Linked DNA regions of Pan troglodytes: region 2 is linked to region 1. The links are chromatin contacts, called in public Hi-C maps. All regions are on one chromosome and are shown on one strand. The core of a region is the stretch at or near the end of the contact, and the rest is flanking DNA. Distances in the headings are between cores, read along the strand shown. Region 1 has its middle 140 kb from the start of LGALSL. Region 2 overlaps LOC134807899 (a long non-coding RNA gene).

Region 1 (4,928 bases), core at 1,597-4,096:
GAATTCTGGGTTTTAGATGGGCCAGAATCCCATATCCCAACTGGCTCCTGAGACAGAACATGGAACACTTTCAGAAAGGTGTTAGATGTTGTTTCTGCTAATAGTAACACTATGTTTAATGTCCAAATATATTCTCTGTTTACACTTGTTCAAGTGATGGAATTTTAGGAGCTACACCTGGGGTAATAGAAAGATGACAGGTGTTTCCTTGGTAATTCTCCTGAATATGGTTCTATCACATCTCTAGTCAAACTAAGATACAGACTGAAGCTTGGGACCCATTGGAAAAGGATCATTTGGGAATAAAAATCTTCACATTTATTGAGTGCCTTCTATGTGCCTGCGTGCTGCTAGACACTCTACACTAGTATAGTCTTCACAATCCAATGATATAACTTTATTTACATAATAAGGAAACTGAGGCTAAAGAGGTTGACAGTTTGGCCTAAAGTCACACAGTGAGTACGTGGTATGGTTGGGCTTTGAACTCAGACTGACTGGCATTGGAGTCCACATACTTAGCCACTACCATTTTCTACCTCTTTGCTCTGGGGGCGTTGTACTTAGGCACTGGGTGCACACAACCCTTCAGAACCATCCAGGGTCTTCCCATGAGCATGAAACTGCACAGAGGACTATATCCTCAAATGGCGAAGAGCCTGGGGTGAAGCTACACAGCTATTAATGTGCAACCTAGAAGTTTTTGCTTTTATTAGTTACATACACCTCTTTATCAACTTAGTTACTAGTCACATCCTAACAACTGTAAAAGCAGAACATTTCCAAAACATTTCTCTTATTTGATATTCCTAGTAGCCTGAGTTCCAGGCAAACAAGATTTTATTGTAATCTGAACAATAAATAAATGGTTATTTTCAACCCCAACTTTAACTTTACTGAATATGTAGCATACGTATTATTCATTGCCTGCCAAAGCCACATTTTCACTAAATCTTGCAATTAGTGGAAAAACTATATTTTAAATACACATGTATAGTAGGTGTATTGAGTATAAGCCTTAATGAAATTCATTTTAAAACAGTGGAGTATCTGCTTGAAGACTGTATGAAGTACATTTTCCCGTGTCTTTTCTTAGGTTAATAAATATCTAGGGACCAGTTTAACTGCCGGCTTCAAGTAACCTACCAAGTAAAATAATATACCTAATGATTCTAGAAGAAGACATTTTCTTCCATTTTGAGGCAGTGTCTCTTATCTTGGAATTGTGAATTTGAGGTTTATCTGACAGAGACTTTGCATGACCAAAAATGCTTTGGCGATTATGACATTAATGTTTAAGGAGGAGGAGGTCCAGGACTGTTGTCTTGTTGTGTAAAAATCTGTATTTTAAACATGTAATTCATTTTCAGTTCTACATTTTGTGTATATTGAGTCCATATTGCCGCCTTGGTAGAAAGCACGAAAGAGGGTTTTTAAATTTTCTGTTATATTAGTTATAAATGTTATAAAGGAGATAGAATTGAACAGCTTGTAACTGTACTGAATTTGATTTTCATTTCATAAGATTTATAGAGTGATGTGAGAGTTTAAACTTGTCCTAAAAAGGCTCTTAAATGAAAAACATGTCAGCTGTATTGAAAAAGGGCCTCAAAGAGCTTCTCCCTGCAGGAGTCAGAACTTATTATGGCATCATCAGCTAGTTTCAGTGCTGCTGGTGAAATGTGATTTCTCAGATAAAACAGCATCCCAAGAAATGACATTTACAAAACGTGGTTCTAGCCAGTTTGGAGCAAGAATTCACACATTCACACTGCTGTCCTCACTGCTGGCGGAGACCAAATTGAGAACATTTTTAGCAGGAAGAGCTGGCACTTGGCTCTGAACCCCATGGCTAGCGCCTGTGGAGAAACAGATAAGGAGTTGTACGGTTTGCTCCTAATAACCATGTTCCCTTGACATCGTAAATTTTTGCACAAAATTACCCAGAAGGCGTAACAAAATACTCTTTGCTACAGTAAACCACTCCCGTGCATGGAAAGTATATAGTGAGCATTGGAGAGATCAGGGCTTCCTTTTCCAAAGTTTTTGGAACAGACTCCAGGTTTCTTTCCACCCAGGGGAAAAGCTGCTACAACACTTAAGGGCGGGGGGGGAGGGGAGGTGGGAATGATTAAAATTTGTTTGTTTTAAATGTGAATCATGACAAACCTATGAATTAGAAACTTAGAGAAAAACTTATTTGAGCAAGGATAGTCGCCAAAAAGCTCAGAGCAAAATTGAAAAAAAAAAAAAAAAGTCCTGATGCTCCAAGACTTCAGACTTGTATGCATCTGGTGCTGTTGAGAGACGCCCTACACTGAACTGTCTCCCCCCGGGGCCAGGCGGTGCCTCAAACATTCCCCACAGCCTCCTTTTAGATGAGGGCACAACTCCGTGAAGCTCCAGGTAGGATCCAATGTTATCTGGAAGAGGAGATATGTTAGTCCCAAACTGCTGATTGTCAAACTATCAGAATCCTTAAGGAATTGGTCTAAGGGGAGGTAAGTTTGGAACGTAGGAGCTGAGTGGAGAAGGGAAAGGGGATCAAGAAATGGGTTTCGAGCATGAGACAGGGCAGAGCTGGGCATGAAAGGGGCCCTTGGAAACCAAGGGAGATTGGGTGCCTAAATTTTGGGAATAGGAGATGGGATAGAAGCACCTACATTAGTTCTCATTGACTACGACCCAGGTATGCAGAGTTTTTTTAAGCCAATTTTTCATAAGCTGTTATGCAACATTTGTCTTCATCTGTCAGGGAGCCTGCAAACCCAGTTGCACCACACAGTGGCGTGATTGTTTTCCTCCCGTCTACGAAGCTCTGGTTTCAGTGGCTCTGCCAATCACAGCTGTTTCTGGATTGTTCACAGGGACCGGGCACGGGAGCAGCGTGGGCGGCTGAATTCCACAGAAGCAGAGACCTCATTGTGACCATCAGCCCCAACTTGCTTTCATGGGGTTTTCACCAGAGCTTCCCCCAACAGCTAAATAAGGGGTAGCATTTCTCCCTCGGGCCCCTGTCTGATGCCTCCTGTCCTCTAAGAGGGGTAGAAAGTGAGAGGAAAAAGCTTAGCAAGTCTGAATTATCCTCAGTCCAGACAATCAGCCAAGGGATAACCAGGAACAACTGGGGTTCCCCCGGATATTTGTTGGCCGTCCTCCCCTCGTGCTCTGCTTTGCAGACCTATCACTCAATGGGCCCTGAGTCAGGGGTAATTTACTAGCTATTTTACCAGTCTCACTACTTCACAGCGGGTGGAAGCTTCCAATTGGCTTGCAGCCCTCTAAAGCTTACAAAAAAAAAAAAAAAAAAAAGCCTATTTTCTGCCATATTGAGCTTTTAGGCTCTAGGCAGAGCTTTAATAAACTGAGCCCCAAAAGACGTCCCTCACATAGGGGGCTCTAGACAGCAGCCCTGACGCATGGGCCGATCTATTTCTTGCCTAAATTAAAAAAGTCCAAGTCTATTTTTCCCCCTCTTTCTGGGAAGCTGACCTAAACAAGTAAGGATATGCTATAAATGCCTTTCAAGACTCCACTTGCAGGTTCTAATTATAATTAAGATGATAATATTACTTTGAATTTGCGCTTTCTTCCAGAGTGCCCCGAGCGCTCTCAGCTGCGTGACGGCAGGTATTACGCCCTCATGTGTATCTACTTGCAGCTTCTAATTACACCGTCTTTTGATTCTGATTCTGAACTCACCTTCCTTCCCTGAGCCTGGGGCACAAGGGCCGCCTCACTGGGCTAACTTCCCTCGGTGTCTGGCCTGCCCTCCATTCAAGTTATCTGCTGGAGGAGGTTCCCCTGGCGGGGCCCCTGAGAGCTGGGCCTGACCTGCAGGCCTTTGCAGATGCACTGGCTTCCTCAGGCCCCATCCTGCCGGGAGCCTCTCCGCTGTCGCTGTCGTCACCCTCACTCCCCAGACTCCTGGGTGCCAAAGAGTGAGCCTGGTTTCCTGCCCTGTCTCTAGGGAAGGGCCCCTCTCTGAAGGTGCTCCACACCCAAGCCTGCCCTCAGTGGACTCTCTGCCCTCATTGCCCCATCTCCAGGGCAGGGGCAGGCTTGGACTTGCTCATGTCCGGCTATCCCGTGCTGGGAGAACACAGAAGCTTTGTGTGGTCTTCCAGGATCCCCTTGAAGGCGCGCTGTGGGAGGAAATTCTGGCAGACTCTGACTTTTCTGGTCCCTCTAATCTAAAAGAGTCCTACAGTCACTGAAGCCATGAGATGTAATCTCCTTTCAGAAATCAAATGTCCAGTCCTGTGGAATAACAAAAACTCAAAACTGGATTTAGAGTCCTCATCTTTCTCCCAGCTCAGGCCTACTATGGGCGTGGGGCGGGTGTGACTGACTCTCCTTGCCCTCTCCTCCCTTCAGCTGCTGACTATAGTGCCCCAGGGTTGGAGGAAGGGAAGGAGAACTAGAGAAAGGTGCAAGAAAGCTCCAGGGTGGGCCTTCTCAGGACTTAACTGCTATTAAAGTTCAACCTTCCTCAGCAACTCCCTCCCCTTCATCATCACTGAGTTCTCTCACCTGTGGGTCGCAGGTGAAAGGTCGATGCATCGCAATCCCAGCAGCTGCCTCTGCTTCCTTGGTTCCTGGAAATCCAGCAACATCTCTGCTTCTCTTGGCTGAGGTTCCTTTACCCCCAGGGCACTCAATGAGCCAGCTTCCAAGTCCCTGCCTTCATCCTTTCCCTATTTCCCCTAGCCCAGTAAAGCCCTCTGTCTGCGCCCCTCCATCTGAAGACCTTTGAGGTTTTCAAGGCTGGTCCAATCCAGTCTGCCCCCAGACTGAAGGTGATACACATTAAGTTCTCCTTAAGCCCCTCTATCGTGAGAGGAATGAGCTGCATCCTCCATTTCTCCCCACTGTGTGCACAGGCACTGGAGCCTTCTCCAAAATTCCTCCCTGGAACCCTTGTCCCT
Region 2 (5,323 bases), core at 2,187-4,686, 250 kb after region 1:
GCTAATTTTTGTACTTTTAGTAGAGACAGGCTTTCACCATGTTGACCAGGCTGGTCTTGAACTCCTGACCTCAGGTGATCTGCCCCACCTGGGCCTCCCAAAGTATTGGGATTATAGGCATAAGCCACCACGCCTGGCCTATAGCTTTGATTTTTAAAAGGTTTGAAAGTATCTTTCTCAAGTCAGTGTCACTATAGGATTTATCTGGGTAGGTACAGCAGAATGGGGCTAGGAAGTAAATGACATTGTCAAGAGATTAGTTAAAAGTAATACATAATAGGCTGAGCAGGGATCTAAGTAAAGATAGAAGGGAGTCAATAAAGATTAGGAAGGAGCCTGAGTAGTCTAGTCATTTTTGTTTAGGTGTCCATCCTGCCCCAGCATGGCTTATGTACTTAAGGGAAAACAACCTCCTGTTTCAGAAGTGTGCCCTGATGTTTTAGGTCAGTGTTTCTTCATAGAGGCACTATTGGCATTTTTGGCAGGCCAAAATTCCACACGACTGTCCTGTATCTCCCCTCCCCCATCCCTCTTCCAGTAAAAGCCAGTGGTACTCCCAGTCAGAGCAACATTTCCAAATACTCTGAAGGAGGCAGTGCTGCTCCCAGTTGAGAACCTCTGATCTAAATCAGTCATCATAATCTCAACTCCCTTGTCACTGTAATTGGCTCAAAAATGGATAACTTAGTTCAGAGCTAAGCAAATTAGCACATGGCATTCCCCTAGTTACCATGATTGGTTCAGGTTGTTCTAATTAATGAAAGGCCAGGATTTTTGTTTGATGGTTAAAGACTCACTCCTCAGTTCCTCTGGACTTAATGCAGAAGCATGCAGGCTCAGTTGCTGCTGACCTCCAGCCTGTATAACCACGAGGGGAGCCAATCCCAGAATGAAGCTCACGTTGAGGGTGCGAGAGTAGAGAAACAGAAGAAACAAGGCCCTTGGTATGTCTGTCTGGCAGGTAACCCAAGGCCTTTGCCACTGCTGAATTTTCAGTTACTTGAGTCAGTAAATGCCCTTAATGTTTAAACCAGTTAGACTTGAGTTTCCTGTAGCCTGCAAATGAAAACATACTACTTAAAAGAGGGAAGCAGAGGGAGGTTGAGTCAAGGGAGTGAAATACGGGGAAGGATATAAATGAGAGTAAGGGATACAACAGATGAATGAAGAGGCTTATGTCTTGGGTGGAAACTGAGGAATACAGGGACAATAGGTATGCTAAGTTTGGCTGGATGCAAGATTTTACAAAAATTAGTCTGGTCCCTTAGACTGGGGGTTGGGGTAATCAGAACAGTTCTAGTATTGTGTTGTGATAACCCAATGAGGTTTGTATTACTCCAATGTATAGAAGAAGAAACTTGAGACCCACCCAAGTACCTAAAGCTAGTAGCTGGCAGAGGTAAGCCCTAGCAAATTTGATTCCAGCACCTAAGTTCTTTTCACTGCTTCCCCATTGTTATGTGATGCCAATGGGGTGGAAATAACCAGGGTGAGAACAAAAAACCCTTATTAATCCTTCCCACACCTCAATCCAGGATGAAGGGCAAGACCAAATGGGTCAGTGGGATTGTTTTCCCCTGTAAAAGGGATGGGCCGCGTCCTGTAGGGTCGGTGGTACAGTGTTTGGAGTACCACGCACAAATGGGTCATGGGCTCGCTGGAAAGGCAAGACAGACAGCTTACCCAACACCTACATAAATGAAGGGAATAACCACAAGGTACACTGAGGAGAAGTGGCTCAAAGATTCTGGTGAGATGAAAACTATTTAAGGTTAATTGCCAAGCACTGAATATCACATTCTGTGCATCTGCATTTTTCTCATTTCAGAAACTTATTTTTCCCCTTTTAATTTATTTTTGAATAGTTCATGCATGCATATGGAAAAAATGCAAAAGGTACAGAAAACGCTCCATGAGAAATAGGTTTTTCTTCCTTCTCTGTCCCTCAGTTATCTTCCCTGGAGGTAACTACTGTTGACAGACTCAATCTTTCCCCTCCCTCTCCTTCCTCCCCCTCTCTCCATTAGAGGCAGGGGTATGTCAAGCTGAGTTCTCTTTATTTGGTAGCAATACAGACCTTCCTAATGTAGCAGGGTTTAAATGTACTCACTAAAAACTAGATTTACAAAAAAAAGCAACTTCATTGTCGATAATGATTTCTTGCTGGAAAGCCCCCATTCCTAACGTAGGTGGAAACACTTGATCTTGCCAATTAAAGGTAACACAGTCTCTTTACGTTTAAAACAGTTTTCCTTGGAAACTCACTTAATCTTTCAAGGTTTCTCCCTGATCCAACCGTTCTCCTCTCCCACTTCTCTTTCTTAAGATGTCATTCGGGTCTTGAAAAACTGGCAGAGCAAGTCTGTCTGCCATCATCCAGGCTCTCCCGGCCTCCCTTGATGAGGAAATTATCTCCGGCTTTTGGGCCTAGAACCATTTCCACTACTGACAGCCACGGCCCCTGCCATGGCTCTCAGTGGCAAGGACCATAAGCCTCACACCTTCTTGGCCCAAGGGCCAGGCCTCTTCCAGCCCATTCATCCCATTAGCCTTTATCATTCTACCACTGGATCTCCTAAAGACCATGCATGACCCCAAAGAACAGAAATCACTATCTCAAGCCTGTTGTGCCTAATCATAGCATTTCTACTTCTCTGTAGTTACCCCGGTTCCAAACAGAAAGCAGGATACATGCCTCCCCTTCTTTAGTGCACCCTCCACTCATCTGGGGCAACCCTGTGCTGGTACTCTCTGAATGTCCCAACTTCCTGCCTGCTGCTTTTTTTTTTTTTTTTTTTGGGGGGGACAGAGTCTCGCGCTGTTGCCCAGGCTGGAGTGCAGTGACGCGATCTCAGCTCATTGCAACCTCCGCCACCCAGATTAAAGCGATTCACCTGCCTCAGCTTCCCAAGTAGCTGGGATTACAGGTGCCCGCCACCACGCCCAGCTAATTTTTTGTATTTTTAGTACAGATGGGGTTTCACCATGTTAGCCAGGATGGTCTCGATCTCCTGACCTCATGATCCGCCCACCTTGGCCTCCCCAAGTGCTGGGATTACAGGCGTGAACCACTGCACCCGGCCTCTGCCTGCTGCTTTTATCTTCCCTTCCAGTCATGAGAAAGTGGCTCTGACATCATATCCTGTGTTCTTCTCGGCTGTATCTGTGATCTGTTCGGGGCACTTTTCCAAGTTCTGCCTCACTAGCGTATACAAATACATTTTTTTCTTTCAACAATGTCTGGTTTTTGACACTCAAAGCCCTTGATTTCAAACTATTGTCTTGCTATGAATTAATCCTATTTTGAAATTCTAAGCTAATGGATGACTTATCCGATCTTGGCTGGGTTTTTTTTTCTCCCTGTGACTCAATGCATGCCATTGACTCAAGGGGGAAGCCATGGAGACAAAGACTTACTGGGCAGGCAAATATACTGATTTGATGTCTCACAAAGGTTATCTCCATTACATCAGCATAAGGTTCCCAGAGCCAGCTGAAAGGAAACCAACGTCAGTGTGGCAAATGCTACTGAGTTTTCACATTGTAACAGGGGGTGCACCCGCTGCATGGGAAAATTTCACGGTCCTGAAAGTGAACATGATCAGAATTGAACTACTGATTCCATAACTCTCCAGCCAATTATTGAGGTGCAAACTTGAGTCATTCTGGATTCCTCTCTTTTCTTCACACCTCACATTTAATCCATCTGCAATCAGGGCATCTAATGGAAAGAGGAGCCTTTTTCTAATTTTCACAAAGGCACCGTATGAGCTGGTAGTGGCCTGTTGATGAAACCCTAGGCCAAGCTGCCAGTGTCTGTCACCCGGACTTCTGCCATAGGCTCCTCCCAGATCTCCCCACTTCCGTGTTTGACCTCCTACAATCCATTCTCCACAAAGTAGCCAGATTAAATACAAATGAGATCACACCACTTCCCAGCTTCCTTTCTTTAACTCCTCCTCCAGCTTGTCATCACTCTGATCCGGCTCTGCTTCTTTCATCCTGGCTCCTGTTCAGCCTTATCTCCTTCCAAGCTTTCCCTCTAACTACTTGCCTCTAACCACACTGCCCATCTTGTTGCCTTCAAGTACACGGTACACAAGGCTTGTTTCTATCTCAGGTCCTTTGCACTTACTGTTTCTTTGCTAGCAGAGCTCTTCTCTGGATGCTCACACTGCTGCCTCCTTCACAGCCTTCAGGTCTCAACTCAGATGTCACTGAGCAGCCACACCACACCCCAGGTACCAACTACCATAGTACTCCGCTTTATTTTCTTCATAGTCCTTAGTTCCTGAAATTGTATTATTTATTTGTTTGTTTACATGTTTATTGCATATCCCCCTTCCCTTAGAATGCAACTGCCTTAAACAGGGACTTGTTTTGTCTTTTTCAGCACTGTATTTCTAGCATTAAACAGTTGCCTGGCACATTGTTAACACTCAGTAAATATTTGTGGACTGAAACCAACTAATGTCAACCAGGGGAGGGAAGGAGGAAGACAGTATTTTTTAACTCCACAAGCACCAGTGGATACCATTTTATTTCTTTGCTAGGGAATATTAATTTCCACGTCAGGAAATCATTAAGGTTAATGTGGCTTTCTCGTGAGATACTTAGCTGCAAGACAGAACTAACATCTATATTTATGTCACAGAAAAGCAGTTTTTTCAAATAATCAAGTCAGTCAAAATATAAATTGTTAGCCTTATTTGCCAGGTACAAAATTTGACTGATTTGCATGTATGTTGGTGTGTGCTTCACCTGCTGCAGATCACCTGCTATTTTAGGGTCCCCTGATTGCTAAAAGTTGTTTACTTGATTTCTTTCATTTGAAGTGTGGCTGAGGAGGCAGGCCTGATCAGAGGCAAGTGGTCTAAAGAGAGACAATGTGAAAGATTTTTTTGGGTGTGCTATAAAATAACCACCAACAATCTTTAGGTATTTCTTGGACTTTCGAGACTGAAAACTAAGCTCTCTTTGATAGGTGCTTTAAAATTTGAATAACTGATACACTGGAAAGTCCCGAACAGCTGTACAAACACTGAAGCAAGGACTTTAAAATTCTGCCCTGGGTGCTGGGCATGGTGGCTCACACCTGTAATCCCAGCACTTTTGGAGGCCAAGACAAGAAGATTGCTTAAGCCCAGGAGTTCAAGACCAGCCTGAGCAACATGGCAAAACCCCATTTCTACAAAAAATTAGCTAGGTGTGGTGGCACACATTTGTAGTCCCAGCTCTCTGGGAGGCTGAGGTGAGATGATTGCTTGAGCCCAGGAAGTTGAGGCTGCAGTGAACTGTGATCATCACATCACTGCATTCCAGC

Evidence for each region. Hi-C and Micro-C count contacts between places; a contact is called where the count stands out from the background.
Region 2: a contact with region 1 is called in a Hi-C map of stem cell-derived neural progenitor cells, with 2.5 times the contacts expected there. The contact joins two enhancer-like sites. A contact is called at or near these places in 2 of 7 Hi-C or Micro-C datasets (blood and stem cell-derived neural progenitor cells) and 1 of 1 other capture datasets (stem cell-derived neural stem cells).

The regions. Positions count from the first base shown.
Region 1 is chr12:58,407,850-58,412,777 of NHGRI_mPanTro3-v2.0_pri, forward strand. No RefSeq gene overlaps it. Among named protein-coding and RNA genes, the nearest start is that of LGALSL, 140 kb to the left of the region's middle. Within about 2 kb of position 2,847, at least 18 of the 24 cell types and tissues checked have an H3K27ac peak or open chromatin away from gene starts, as enhancers often do. A contact at or near this core is called in stem cell-derived neural progenitor cells and stem cell-derived neural stem cells, where this site is marked.
Region 2 is chr12:58,658,100-58,663,422 of NHGRI_mPanTro3-v2.0_pri, forward strand. All of the region lies in intron 3 of LOC134807899 (a long non-coding RNA gene), which reads left to right. Among named protein-coding and RNA genes, the nearest start is that of VPS54, 46 kb to the right of the region's middle. Within about 2 kb of position 3,437, at least 7 of the 24 cell types and tissues checked have an H3K27ac peak or open chromatin away from gene starts, as enhancers often do. A contact at or near this core is called in stem cell-derived neural progenitor cells and stem cell-derived neural stem cells, where this site is marked.